2 separate regions of the Mus musculus genome follow, and region 1 is linked to region 2. A link is a contact called in public HiChIP or PLAC-seq data. All regions are on one chromosome and are shown on one strand. Each heading gives the region's core, a stretch centred on a gene start, on an enhancer-like site or on the middle of the called end of the contact. The rest is flanking DNA. Distances are from core to core; before and after follow the strand shown.

The links. HiChIP or PLAC-seq counts read pairs in DNA pulled down with a chosen protein or histone mark.
Region 1: an H3K27ac HiChIP or PLAC-seq map of embryonic stem cells shows a contact between it and region 2, with 10 read pairs. The contact joins two enhancer-like sites. A contact is called at or near these places in 4 of 484 Hi-C or Micro-C datasets (Sertoli cells, brown adipocytes, liver and 1 more), 5 of 115 datasets of contacts at active chromatin or transcription factors (double positive thymocytes, embryonic stem cells and stem cell-derived neural progenitor cells) and 3 of 9 other capture datasets (adipose tissue, liver and pancreatic islet).

Annotation. Positions count from the first base shown.
Region 1 is chr1:55,197,660-55,200,359 of GRCm38.p6, forward strand. All of the region lies in intron 5 of Rftn2 (raftlin family member 2), which reads right to left. Among named protein-coding and RNA genes, the nearest start is that of Gm51743, 3.0 kb to the right of the region's middle. Within about 2 kb of position 1,267, at least 14 of the 459 cell types and tissues checked have an H3K27ac peak or open chromatin away from gene starts, as enhancers often do. A contact at or near this core is called in embryonic stem cells, where this site is marked.
Region 2 is chr1:55,107,406-55,110,105 of GRCm38.p6, forward strand. No RefSeq gene overlaps it. Among named protein-coding and RNA genes, the nearest start is that of Hspe1, 21 kb to the left of the region's middle. Within about 2 kb of position 1,281, at least 15 of the 459 cell types and tissues checked have an H3K27ac peak or open chromatin away from gene starts, as enhancers often do. A contact at or near this core is called in embryonic stem cells, where this site is marked.

The DNA of each region.
Region 1 (2,700 bases), core at 17-2,516, 90 kb after region 2:
TGCTTTTTTTTTTTTTTTTTTTTTTTTTAAACTTCCATTTAGGGCAGAGGCAGAACGCAGCAGAGAATGCACTTAAAAAAAAAAAAAAAGATAGTTTGGGGCTGGTGAGATGGTTCAGCCTGTAAGAGCACTGAATGTTCTTCTAAAGGTCCTGAGTTCAAATCCCAGCGACCACATGGTGGCTCACAACCACCTGTAATGAGATCTGACGCCCTCTTCTGGTACATCTGAAGTCAGCTACAGTGTACTTATGTATAATAATAAATAAATCTTTGGGCTGGAGCGAGCATGGACTGAGCAAGTGGGGCCAACCGGAGCAAGCAGAGGTCCTAAAAATTCAATTCCCAACAATCACATAAAGGCTCACAACCATCTGTACAGCTACTGTGTACTCACATACATAAAATAAATAAATAAACCTTTAAAAAAATAAAAATAGTTCGTAGAAGCCCAGTAAAGTATAATTTACAGTTGGAGCTGGTTTCTACTTGTATTATCTGTCCATTATCTTTGACCGGCCCCCACCAGAGCACCACAGACACTAGTTAATTAGAGCTGAGAAATAGAGCTGCTTATTTCAAGACTTTTTTAAGAATCCCGGGGATGTGAACTTTAAACTAATTTAACATTGCAGTAGTTACATAGTTACAGCCTGCCCCTCTGCTTCCTTCGGAACTTTACAGTGTGAAAACCACTTTTTCTGACTTCAATGCTGGAAGATATGTACTTGTAACTTTTTCTTTCTTTTGGAGACAGAGTAGCCTGGAGCTTCCTAAACTATGCTGGCCTCAGAATCAGAGATCCGTCTCTGGGATAAAAGGCATGTGCTACCTAGCATAAATATAAGTTTTACATTTAAAAAAATTTACATGTATCTATTTATCTATCCATCTACCTATCTTCCCATCTATCTACCTACCAGTGTGTGTGTTGTGGAGGTTCTAAGACAACTCCGGGAAGCCAAGTTCTCTTCTAAAAGCCTTGTGTGGATCCCAGCCAACAGGCATGGCTGCAAAAACCTTAACTCAGGGAACCACCCCACTGACCCATTTCTAAACCCTGTGGTTTAAAAGAAAGCAAGTACAACCCAAACTACACAGAGATGAAAGCGAGGCTCATTGTAATGTAATATTGTTAGTGAATTTCAAAGAAACTATGTTGTACAAAGGAAGCCAGATATACAAAAGACTACAAACAATCTGGCTGTGGGGGGTAGCTAATGCCTGTGTGGCTAAGGAGGAAGGATTTTGCTGAGTTCAAGGCTTATCTGGACTAGAGAATAAGACTCCAGGTGGCTCTCTCGGTGCTCACACTAGGGCAGCAGCTCTGGGAGTAGCAGCAAGGACGAGTTGCAGGGAAGGCTGTGGGGCTGTGATAAATGGGTACTTACCTCCAGATAATGGGGGAGGAGTCACTGCAGACACCCCCCACCCACACCCACACACACACTGCTGGGCTTACAGCGTTGGCCCTTCATATGGCAAACCCCAGAGCTTCCCAGCCAATGAGCCCATGCCCACTATGGGGGTGGGGGTGGGGGTGGGGTGGGGGTGGGCATGGATGGAGGCAGGATGACCAGGTTTCAAGTGTGTCAAAATTCATGGTGCTGCACATGATCAGAAGCTCTGGCCTGACACACTGTTCTCTCTCTCCCTCTCCCCCTCCCCTTGCCCCTCTTCCGTTCCCCTCCTCCCTCCCCACCCAACCCTTTTCCTGGATACTAACACTAGCCAAATGCATTTCTTACTTCTGTGTAGGAAAGCCTTAGCAAGCATAGGTTTCTTTAATGTAAATGTTTTGTTTTTTGTTTGTTTGTTTTGTTTTCCCATACAAGATTTCTTTGTGAAGCCCTGGCTGACTTGGAACTAGCTTTGTAGATCAGGCTGGCCTCAAGCTCACAGCGATCTACATGTCCCTGCCTCCTGAGTGCTGAGATTAAGGTGTGTGCACTACTGTCACCACCACCTGGTAAAAATAGTTTTTTTTTTTTTAATGAGTTTCCTTGATTATGGTGTTTTGTCATCACAAAGTAACTAAACATCAGCCTCTCTACTCTCGCCATTTATGGTCCATGTCCCAAAATGGGGCTAGAGAGGTCCTTTAAAAATGCAAATCAGATCAATGACTCCTTATTAAAATCTTCAACTAATGAAATGAAATAACTATTCTGCATGATGGTTAAGATCACATACTCTGCTTAGGGAGACTTGCAGACAAGCCTGGGATCTGATTTTAATCCCTAAAACTCACATTGTGGAAGGAGAGAACTGATCAGCGTCTCATGTGCTGTCCTTTGACTGCCACATGTGTACAGTGGCGAGCACACACCACACACTTCCACAGAATTAACTAGTGAATTGGATTGATTAGTTAATTAACAAATGAAAAATGAGCATACATTCTACCTTGTAGAGAGAATCTCTTATAATGATCACCTATCAATAAACAAGCTATTGGCCAATGAGCTGAGGCAGGAAATAGAAGGTGGGACACTGGCAGGAAGAGAGAGGATTCTGGGAAATAATAAGAGATAAAAGAGAGACTGGGGAGAGCTGAGGGAGATGAGAGGGGAGCTGGCTAAGGAGATGAACTCAGGGCAATGCTAAGGGACACACTGAGGAGACGAGAGGGCCAGGACTGAAGGAGAGGTAACTCACCAAGTGAAGGAGAGGTAACTAACCAAGTGAAGGAGAGGTAACT
Region 2 (2,700 bases), core at 31-2,530:
TCTTGGAGAAACCACTATACATGTGTGCCCCTGAGATGGGAGAAGCCGGTAGCAGGCCCATCAGTGGGAGAGGGGAGCAACCACCTTTTCTGTGCTACCTGGGCATGTGAAACATTGGGAAGCACACACTGGAGGCCATTCTGGGGCTAGTTAACGATTCAATGGCCAAGGTGAAAGAAGGGCTAGCCAAGCGTAGTCGTCATAAAAGAGAGAATAAGAGCAGTATGACTGATGGTCCTGTGCCAACAATATCCCTGAGGACAGGACCTGAAGAATATGAGTTAGTTACCCAAGACCCCTGAGCATAGCTCTAGGATTGGAGCTTATACAAGAAAAAGGGGGAGAATGAGGGCCCCTGAGGGTTTGTTCCAGTCCCACACTCTCCTTACAGCTTCCTCCTCCTGCCTGGGGTCAAGGGTAGGCCAAGTTCCATTCTCTACCCAAAGGAACATTCTTGAGTAAAAACTTTTCAAAATGTACTGATTGATAGTTATTTGACCCTCTGGAAAGTCCCAGGTAGAGTTCAAATGCGTGTCATGCTTGTTAGCCAATAGATTTAAAAGTCAATAAGCTTACCCAATAAGTTTGAATGTTACCTTGCTGATGTAACCTGTGCCCCTAAAAAGTATAAAAACTGCTTGTAATAGCCAGTCGAGGTCGCCTTCTTGTCACTTGCCTTAAGGGACTGATGAGGGTTGACCCCGACATGCCAGAAAATAAACCTCTTGCGTTTGCATTGATCTGCATCTTGGTGTCTCATTCGGGGGCGTCTTGAAGGGACTGACTGAAGGTCGGAGTCTTACAGTTTGAGTTCAGAAAAACATAATCAGAAAACTATGTAAACAAATGACCGCAAGCTCATACTAAATACTAACAGAGCAGCCCTTTCTCAGAGCCATCTCAGGACAGATCGATTTAAACACAATTGCCTGGCACATACAATAGATTCTGTCTGGGAAAGCATGAAACCAAAGCAGAAGGCCAGATCCAGATCCAGATCCAGGGTACACTGAGGACAGCGCTCAGCAGAGCCTTTCAGCAGATTGGGTTCTATAGCTATGTTCTGAAATCCAACAAGAATAAACATGTCTTATAAATTGAATGCAAAAATTTGTCACAGAGGCATGAAATCATGTCCAAGAACAATTCAGGGAACAAAATACACTTTAGGTAAAAGGTCCTCTGCCTTTTTTTTTCTGGAGCCTCAATCATGGTTCCTTAAGGCATTGTTCACCAAGCCTTGTTCTCTGGGCTGCATTCCAACAATTCTCTCTGACTTTGCCTCACTCTGTGATGATTTGAATGAAAATGGCCTTAATAGTCTCGTTGGGAGTGGCACTATTTGAACAGATTAGGAGGCTTGGTCTTCTTGGAGGAAGTGTGTCATGGGGGTCAGGACCTTGGGGCACGGGGAAGGGAGTTGAGAGGGTAGTAGAGACAGAGAAAGGCAGAGAAAGAGAGAGAGTAGAGGAGTAGAGGCCGGCCATAAGCACATGGGGGGGGGGGATGGGAAAGAGAGGGGGAGCAGGAGCAAGGGGATAGAGCAGGAACAAGAAAGCAAGAGAGAGAGGAGGGGGCAAGCGACCCCTATTATAGTTGAGTCAGGCGCACATGGCTATTGCCAGGTAACTGTGGGGTGGAGCCTAAACAAAATGCCAACTGTCTGCTTCAAAACTTCAGCATTCTACTCTGTAGCATAGTATTCTCTACACATTGGCATTTCCATTCATTTTAAGTCTTGTGTGCTTTAGCACTCACGTGGCTTAGACAGGACGATCACTGTAAATCTGAGGCCAGGTTGGGCTGTGAAGGTCCATGATTTGCTGAAGAATACCTCAGACTCAAATAGCGTGTAAACACAAAGGGTGTTTTACTCTGCAGAAATCCAGCATGCTGGGGTTTCCCATTACCAAGATAGAGAAACCCTGAAGTGAGTTCTCAGGCCGGACTTAAAGCACATTAGGAGAATTCCTGGGAAAGGCTGGTGATGGCTATCTTAGTCTTGGCTCTACCTCTAAGGATGTTTCAGGACCACTGCTGGAGCCTGGGGGTGGGGTGGGGGTGGGGGTGCTGGAAACTGTTGCAGAGGAGGTCTGGAAACTACTGCTGACCCATTGTCCTTTCCTCAGGTCAGGTGGCAGAGGGGCAGCTTCTGATGGCAGGGCAGTTTCTGACTAGCTGCCTGAAGCCTGGCTTGCTTTTGTTTTTGTGCTAGTAACTGACTTGCCTGGGTTTGCCTGGACTTGCTCAGTTCTTAGGCCCAGTCTCCTGAACTGGCAACTTAAAGCTTGTCATGGAATCAACTTAGCCTTCTCAGGGCTACATAATGGGTTCAAAGACAGCCACAGCTACATAGCTGTTGGGAAACCCTGCCTGCCGCTTAAGGTTGACATCTACCATGTCTAGATAGTTCCCCTGAGCTTGGCACAAAACGGAGGACTCCCTTTCCCAACAGGGCTGTCTCTTCTCTACCCTATCTAGAGAGTTCAACCCCCACACTCTACCTTGAATGCCATGCAATCCTGGGCAAAATTACAAGTTCAACTTCCAGGGATGCCTCTCTATGCAAATGAGGTATCCCCTCCCCAGAACCTTAAACCTCAGCCCATGAAACTTTACCCTAAGAACTCCTTCCCATTTTCCAAAATTTATATAGTCCTTGTTCACCCTGACTAAAGAGCACCATCTGTTTTGTTGACC